Linked DNA regions of Mus musculus: regions 2 and 3 are each linked to region 1. Evidence: chromatin contacts called from public HiChIP or PLAC-seq data. All regions are on one chromosome and are shown on one strand. Each heading gives the region's core, a stretch centred on a gene start, on an enhancer-like site or on the middle of the called end of the contact. The rest is flanking DNA. Distances are from core to core; before and after follow the strand shown. Region 1 overlaps Rad51b (RAD51 paralog B). Region 2 overlaps Dcaf5 (DDB1 and CUL4 associated factor 5). Region 3 overlaps Gm36660 (a long non-coding RNA gene).

Region 1 (2,772 bases), core at 168-2,667:
AAAATAATTCAATTAAAGGCTGACAAAATATTTGAATAGATATTTCCCAAAGAAGATACACAAACACCAATTAAATATACAAAAAATATACTCAATTGCCTTATTCATCAGCAGGATGTGCATTAAAACCATAATAAAATAGAGGCTTATATTATATGGCTATACTATATGGCTATAATTTAAAAAGAAAGGCAATGACAAGAGTGTATAAAAACCTTGAACCTTTAAACATTGCTGGTGGGAGTATAAAGTGGTGCAGCCATAGAGAAAAATGCTTTCATTCTTTAAAAAGTCAGAGTACGTTATGTATGGCCCCACAAGTTTACATCTAATATATGTCCTGGAGAACAAAAAGTTTCCCCACATAAAATGTGTACATATCCATCATAGCAGTATTTGTTGTAGTCATAAAGTTGTAAGAATAGAGATATCTACGAACTAAAGAGTAAGATATGAAATATCCATAATTTACCATTATTTTGTGATGTAAGAAGCAAAGAACTGATACATGCTGGACAAACACTGCACTATGTGAAAAGGACCAGTCACACACGACTATATTGTATACTTGCATGCATATGAAATGTTCAAAATAGGTAAAGCTATAGGAACAGAAAAGGCATTAGTGAGTGGTTGCCATGCTCTGGAGACAGTGGGGATATGGATTGGCTTAGTAATGGACATGTTTGTTTCCACCAGGGCAATGAAAATGTCCTGTAGTTATATATTAGCAATGATTTCAAATCCCTGTATACAGTTAGAAACAGCAAATCGTATGCTTTACGATCATATGTTGTGTGGTTAAATATCTTAATAAAACTGATGCATGCATTTAAAACTACATGTTATTTTGGCTTTGGGAGTTTGCTTTAATCTACTCTTTCAGGTATCTGTTTATAGGTGGATTACTTCAACAAACAGTGTAATCTCGGCTTCTATTTTCTATTAGGAGCTCTAAGCTCTTTATTATTTTAATTATTTGGTTTTTTTTATGTTTTTGGTAGGCCTTGCTTCTCAGTCCACGCTGATCTTGGAATTGTGATCTTCCTGCCTCTTCCTCCCGGATTCTGGAATTACAGGCAGGTGACATCATGATTGGCTTTTAATTTTTCTTTCTGAATTTTTTTTTTGCCCTACTTTATATCTGGCAGCCTTATTGCATACAAGTAAAACCTGACAGAATACCATATGATGTCATGTTTCCTTCTTGATCTTTTTTTAAACCTTAATGATAAAATAATAGCCAAACCAGAGTGTCCTGTCATAATTATATTGTTTGCAAATGTCATTTTCAAGGGTACACATTTGATTTAGAAACTACTTTGCCTATATTTTCTGCTATTCATGGCACTGGATGACCACACACTTGAAATATTCCCTGGCTAAAGCACCAGCATCCTGGAGGTCAGTGTAGACATGACTCATGGTTTGATAGAATGCAGTCAGGTTGAATATGACTCTTATGTGGCTGTAAGCCCAGGATACGATATGAATTCATACATTGCCTTTCTTTTGTAAACATGATATTCAAGTCGGTTTTCTTTTTTTGAGGGCTTTGGCACAGTGCTGGGGAGAAGTATGAGTGTCCTACCCAAAGCATTCTAGAACAGGAAGCAACATTTTCTGAGGGAAATGAGGAGCTTAGTAGACAGAAGATAAAATTTCCACTGAAGATGGTTCTTTTCCATTGGCGTCCTCACTGAGTATTCCAGGGGTGTGGCTGGGAATCCTCTGCTGCATGCCCCTCTGTTGAGAGTGATTGGATAAAGAAACCAGTTATTTGGGGCCTGATGTGTAGACAACAAGGAGCCACAGTTCTGGATGTGGTATTTGGCTCGGGCATCCTTACTAGTGATGGAAATGTGGGGCTGGAGGGAAAGTAGACTGCATTTTAGACTCTTATCAGTTGAATGCTGAATATCCCTGTAGACAGTGCCTGCTAAGTTGTTGGCATACTTGGGAAAAGTTCTATATCATAGCCTCAGTCTCTAGTACCACTTAAATCTCAATTTTTTTGTCACTTATATATTTATTTACTTATTTACTTAGTTATTTATTTATTATACTCCATATTTTATCCCCCCCCCTCAATCCACCCTCCGACTGTTCCACATCCCATACCTCCTCCCCACCCTCCTGGCTCCACATGGATATCCCCACCCTCCACCCAACCTGATCTCTAAATTCCCTGGGGCCTCCAGTCTCTTGAGGGTAGCTGTATCATCTCTGAATGAACACAGACCTAGAAGTCCTCTACTATATCTGTGTTGGGGGCCTCATATCAGCTGGTGTATGCTGTCTGTTTAGTGGTCTAGTGTTTGAGAGACCTTGGGGGTCCAGATTAATTGAGACTGCTGGTCCTCCTACAGTATTGCTCTTCTCCATCTCAGCTTCTTTTAGCCTTCCCCTATTCAACAACAGGGCTCAGCTGCTTCTGTCCACTGGTTGGGTGCAAATATCTGCATCTGACTCTTTCAGCTGCTTGTTGGGTCTTTCAGAGGGCAGTCATGATAGTCCCTTTTTGTGAGTGCTCCATAGCCTCAGTAATTGTGTCAGACCTTGGGACCTCCCCTTGAGTTGGATCCCACTTTGGACCTGTCACTGGATCTTCTTTTCCTCAGGCTCCTCTCCATTTCCATCCCTGTAATTCTTTCAGACAGGAAAAATTATGGGTCAGAGTTGTGACTGTGGGATGGCAACCCCATCCCTCACTTGATGTCCTGTCTTCCTGCTGGAGGTGGGCTCTATAAGTTCCCTCTGTATTGTCCGACA
Region 2 (2,772 bases), core at 177-2,676, 910 kb after region 1:
CTGGATGCTGCCATGCACCTGCATTGATGATAGTGGACTGAACCTCTGAACCTGTAAGCCAGCCCCAATTAAATACTGTCCTTATAAGAGTGGCTTTGGTCATGGTGTCTGTTCATGGCAGTAAAAGCCTAACTAAGACATACAGTATATTCTGGTTCACTTATTATGCTATAGTGTAGTGTGTGTTTTATGTGTATATGTGAATGTCTATGTATATGTCTGTGCACCATGCATAAGTCTGGTGGCCAGAAGAGGGCACTGGATCTCTTGGAACTGGGGTTAATGACAGCCACCAGAGAGATGCTGGGAATCTCAAGCCCAAGTTTGCAACAGCTCTTAACCTCTGAGCCATCTCTCCAGCCCTTCCAAGTGCTCATAACTGAGCCGTCTCCCCAGTCCCTCAACAGAATTCTTGATTACCTGGGCCTTATCTCACAGAGGGGTGGTTACCCATGCCACAACCATGTTCTCTTTTATATCTCTGATTCACTGAAGTCAGGCTATGTGAGTATCATTTGTATAGCTTTACTAAGCGGTTATATGTTCTTATTGCATTATTTTTTCTGTAGTTTCATAATGTTTATAACATTTTTAAAGTCATGAAGTGTGATGTTTGCATATGCTCTACCCAGGGAATGGCAGTATTAGAATGTGTAGCCCTGTTGGAGTAGGTGTGGCTTTGTTGGGAGTCATGTGTCACTGTGGGTTTAAGATCCTCATCCTAGCTGCCTGGAAGCCAGTCTCCCACTAGCAGTCTTCAGATGAAGATGTAGAACTCTCAGCTCCTCCTGCACCATGCCTGCCTGGATGCTGCCATGCACCCGCATTGATGATAGTGGACTGAACCTCTGAACCTGTAAGCCAGCCCCAATTAAATACTGTCCTTATAAGAGTGGCCTTGGTCATGGTGTCTGTTCATGGCAGTAAAAGCCTAACTAAGACATACAGTATGCTTCTAAATGACTTCTTTTGCTGATGAGGTCCTGACTTGCCTGAAGATGACCTACAGGAAGAATGGCCCTGAAAACGTTCATGCAGGAGCAGCTGCCAACCTGGCATGGTCATAAACACAACCTGCCAACACCAGCCGCAGCCATGCCTACTTTACCCTCCCAAAGCAATCTTCTCACCAAGGGAGGAATGCTGTGGTACTGCGGCTGTGTGCAGAAACAAGGTTTGGATAAAACATCGTGCCATCCTCCTGGGTGGAATGGATGGAAGACAGCAAAGACAAAAACCATCCCCAGAACTCCAAGTACCAAGGAGGAGTCTAGAATCCCAAGTCCCCAAATGATAAACCCAGCAAAGAAATAAATGATCTTATAATGTCTTGAATACAAGCCACACTCACTCACTCATACACAGAGAATGAAAGGACTGGGCAGCTGGAGCCCAGGCATTTCCTTTATAGGGAGCCCTGGCCACCACAGGCATGCGGTGCTATCTAAACACTGAGTTCAAAAACAATGAAAGGCTTTCAATCTACAGTCAGCATGGAGCTTGCAACTCAGCCAGAATCTGTGGAACTGAGGGTGGGTGAGGGGTGGAACAAGACTCAACAGAAACAAACTTGGCCAGCACAGCCAGCCCAGCAGAGCCCAGCAGAGCCCAGCAGAGCCCAGCACAGCCCAGCACAGCCCAGAACAGCACAGCCCAGCCCAGAACAGCCCAGAACAGCACAGCCCAGCACAAGAGCACAGCCAAGCACAGCACAGCACAGCACAGCACAGCACAGCACAGAACAAGAGCACAGCCAGCACAGCGCAGCGCAGCACAGCACAGCCCAGCACAGCACACACAGCACAGCACAGCACAAGAGCACAGCCAGCGCAGCGCAGCACAGCACAGCACAGCCCAGCACAGCACAAGAGCACAGCACACACAGCACAGCACAGCACAAGAGCACAGCACAGCACAACGCAGCGCAGCGCAGCACAGCGCAGCGCAGCACAGCACAGCACAAGAGCACAGCGCAGCACAGCACAGCACAGCACAAGAGCACAGAGCAGCACAGCGCAGCGCAGCGCAGCGCAGCCCAGCCCAGCCCAGCCCAGCCCAGCACAGCACAAGAGCACAGCGCAGCACAGCACAAGAGCACAGCGCAGCACAGCACAAGAGCACAGCGCAGCACAGCACAAGAGCACAGCACAGCACAGCACAAGAGCACAGCGCAGCACAGTACAGCACAGCACAGCACAGCACAGCACAGCACAGCACAGCACAGCACAGCAGCAGGGTTGACATCAGCTCAAGTCCCTGACAGGAAGCAGGGGCCTCTGCTAAACTCCCTTCTCATCAGTTAATAGTTATCCTCTCTGTCCATTCCAGTCAGGCCTGAAGAGGAGCCTGCCCATCACTGGCCCACGGGTCTATTCTATCCCCACCCAAGATCCTTGACCTGGCATTTATAATTTGGTTAGAGTGCAGGAGTGTGGCTCCAGTAACTTTTCTTCTTCCTGCATTTCTGGGTAAGAAGATTAATCTTTCAACCAAGGAGAGTGCACAAGAACCTGATGTAGTTAGGAGTACATCGTAGAGAACAAAATGTGATTCCTTCCAGAAGAATGGATGGATACATCTCAGCAGGAGTTTATGCAGCTGGCCATTTATAGTGAGAATAAGGAATGATCTATTTTGCCAAGAGAAAAGGCTTTCTTCCCACCGCCTCCCCAAGCCCCCTGAGACAAGGTTTCTCTGTGTAGCCTTGGCTGTTTGGCTGTCCAGGAACTCACTCTGTAGACCAGGCTGGCCTCAAACTCAGAAATCCACCTG
Region 3 (2,772 bases), core at 89-2,588, 550 kb after region 1:
AGCCAGAGAATACTCCGGAACTCTTAGGGAGGTCCTAGGATCTGTTCCCTCTATAGCCGCAATGGCTAGAGCACAGCCACAATACCTTCACCAATGACATGAAGTTCATGCAGAGTGCCCAGCTACTTCGGAGCTATGAAGTGAATATTTGAGTGAGAAATTGTCTAGCAAACACACAGAAAGGGAGAGGGAGCTGAACTGAAGAAGATGGGCGATGATCTCAGAGGAAGATAGCAAGAGCCCAGGAGAGAGGTTTCCTTTGGGGTGGCCACACGTATTCAGCCACTGTCTCTGCTTACCGGCCCCTCCTCCCCAGGGAAGCACTAAGTAGGGCAGACTCTTCTCCCAGAGTCCTTAGCACAGGAGTCACTCATTTCTCTACCCATAAGATGAGCTGAAGAGGGTGTCACTGGGACCAGGAATAAAACTTCCTCTCTCCCTGGAGAGAGATGAGGAATCCAGGGAACATTTGGGGCAGTCACACAGGGTCCAGCTGTATACCCAGGAATACTGGTGCCTCGGCAATGCAGTTTCTCGACGGTCCCTTCTGGGTCTTTGCGCTCCACGTCTCATCACTGGTGTGGGCATGTGCCAGAGTCATCCCCACAGTGTCCTCCTCCACACCTGTCCTCTTTTCTAACAGGTCAAGCTCGAGACACCAGAAGGAGCCCAGGAAGAAAGAAGTGGGAGAGAAAGAGAAGACCGTGTATTCAAGGAGATCCCCTGGAGTCCTCCTCAAGCAGGTTCCCTGGAGACTCTGCAGAGCTCTTGGGCCCCCAGGGAAGCTCCTGGTTACTGATAGCCGCTAGTCAGACAGCCTGTCATCTGCCAGCTATAGGTCCTCAGTCTACTCAGGTCTCATTCCAGGTCACTTGAAAGACAACTTCAATGCAGACATTCAGCTTGGAGAGGGGAGAAAGAAATCCACCCTTCACTTTGTATCATTTCTCTCTACACTCTCTGAGCCTCCACTAAACCTTATTTACACATAGGAACACTGCACATTCCCACTTCCTGAGCTCCATAGCTGAGCCCTCTCACTTGGGCAGGCTTCCTCTGTCCCTCTGTCCCACCAGTCCTTCTGCAAAGCTTTAGCTCCCACTGTCTAGTCTCTGGGACAATGCTTTTCTCTAACGGGCCTCAGGCCCTCAGTCAACTCACTGTCTTCCACCAAAACCCGAATTCAGCGACAGGTGTCCTGATGAATCCGGCTTGGTCCACCAGAAATCAAAGGAAATAACATTAGTCTGATTCAAAATCTGCAGAAGTGAGTCAGCTACCAGGCTGTCACCCATTGATTGCTGTCACCTAGTGTTACACCCACACTGTTCATGGTTTACCAGACAGCAGAACTCACTCAGAACAATGGGAGTCTGAGGATGACTTGTGGACCAGCTGTGGGCCCTTGCCTTGGAAGTGGGGTGTGTATCCAGCATAAGAAGACTGAATCAGAGGGGCATGTGGCTCAAGGTGTCTTCCCAAATCCTCTGGTCACCAGAAAGGCTGCTCTGCATTTCACACCTTAGGAAAATGCCTCTTAGAGACACAATGATTAGCTGAGAATGGGGGGAGGAGGGGACACACACACCTTTAGTCCCAGTATTTGGGAGGCAGAGGAAGGAGTATCTCTGAGTTTGAGGTCAGTTTGTCTACAGAGTGAGTTTCCAAACAGCCGGTTCTACACAGAGAAACTTGTCTCAAAGAGAAGGAGGAGAAGAGGAGAAGGGGGAGAGGAGGAGGAAGAAAAAGATAAGAGAAGGAAGGATAGAAGAGAGGGAAGAAGGGAGGGAGAAGCAGAGGAAGAGAGGAAGGAAGGAAGGAAGGAAGAGAGGGAGGAAGGAAGGAAGGAAGGAAGGAAGGAAGGAAGGAAGAAGGGAGGGAGGGAGGGGGGGGGAGGGAGGGAGGGAGGGAGGGAGGGAGGGAGGAAGGAAGGCAACAAATGGGGAAATTTTTAGCAACGGACCCAAGCAGATGACCTCAGTCAATCCTCTTTCTCTTCTTCACCTGCATGACAAGACCACCAAAGTCTGCTCCGTGACATTTGCCCCAGAAGACCCAATGTTCTTATTAGCCATGAAGCCCCTAACAAGACTGAAACACCTGAGACAATCTGAACCCTGAAAGGCCCAGAGAAGTAGAAGTGGGACAAGATGGGGATCCAGAGGCCACCTATATTCAGTTGCTTTAGAAGAAGAATCTCAAAGCTTATTTTGGGTATTGAATAATCAAGAGGCAGAGGAGGAGGCACAGAGGAAGGAAGCCCAGGAGGGATCACAGATTGGGAAGGAAGACTTACAGAGTCCAGCCAAGAGCAAAGATGGGGGAGTGAAGGGCATGTGCCTTCACGGGGTACCTACCCAAAGCAACCCAGAGACAGGAACCAAACTGAAGACTCAGCTCCCATCCCACCCTTCTCCAGCCTCCTGGAAAACTTACCCTTCCCATGCGTCTTCCTCTCCCATTCTGTCAGAGACCCCCTCACCTTGACCTACTGGTCATCCAGGGTGCTTCAAGTTAATGAAAACAAGAGCCTCAACAATTGGCACCCAAAGAGGGACCAATGATTACTAGTTCCCTTCTTAGCCCTGGAGAACCACAAACAGCAAGGTTGTGTAGGAGCTTGCTGAAGACTCTGGCATACAGAGATGATATTGGGAATGATGTCTCAGGTGGGTCTTCCCCTAAGAAGTTATCCAGTGGTCCTAAAATGTATTTATATTGTGGGGTGTGTGTGTGTGTGTGTGTGTGTGTGTATTAAGTCATTTGTTGAGA

The links. HiChIP or PLAC-seq counts read pairs in DNA pulled down with a chosen protein or histone mark.
Region 2: a contact with region 1 is called in a FOXA1 HiChIP or PLAC-seq map of pancreatic cancer cells. The contact joins two enhancer-like sites. A contact is called at or near these places in 1 of 484 Hi-C or Micro-C datasets (bone marrow-derived macrophages) and 2 of 115 datasets of contacts at active chromatin or transcription factors (astrocytes and pancreatic cancer cells).
Region 3: a FOXA1 HiChIP or PLAC-seq map of pancreatic cancer cells shows a contact between it and region 1. The contact joins two enhancer-like sites.

The regions. Positions count from the first base shown.
Region 1 is chr12:79,470,599-79,473,370 of GRCm38.p6, forward strand. The region is part of intron 7 of Rad51b (RAD51 paralog B); the gene reads left to right. Among named protein-coding and RNA genes, the nearest start is that of Rad51b, 170 kb to the left of the region's middle. Within about 2 kb of position 1,418, at least 54 of the 459 cell types and tissues checked have an H3K27ac peak or open chromatin away from gene starts, as enhancers often do. A contact at or near this core is called in pancreatic cancer cells, where this site is marked.
Region 2 is chr12:80,378,500-80,381,271 of GRCm38.p6, forward strand. All of the region lies in intron 5 of Dcaf5 (DDB1 and CUL4 associated factor 5), which reads right to left. Among named protein-coding and RNA genes, the nearest start is that of Mir1843a, 12 kb to the right of the region's middle. Within about 2 kb of position 1,427, at least 137 of the 459 cell types and tissues checked have an H3K27ac peak or open chromatin away from gene starts, as enhancers often do. A contact at or near this core is called in pancreatic cancer cells, where this site is marked.
Region 3 is chr12:80,025,188-80,027,959 of GRCm38.p6, forward strand. All of the region lies in intron 3 of Gm36660 (a long non-coding RNA gene), which reads right to left. It overlaps Gm36834 (a long non-coding RNA gene), which reads left to right. Exons shown (of 5, transcript XR_381742.3): 2 at 644-743; 3 at 2,017-2,669. Among named protein-coding and RNA genes, the nearest start is that of Gm36834, 7.0 kb to the left of the region's middle. Within about 2 kb of position 1,339, at least 4 of the 459 cell types and tissues checked have an H3K27ac peak or open chromatin away from gene starts, as enhancers often do. A contact at or near this core is called in pancreatic cancer cells, where this site is marked.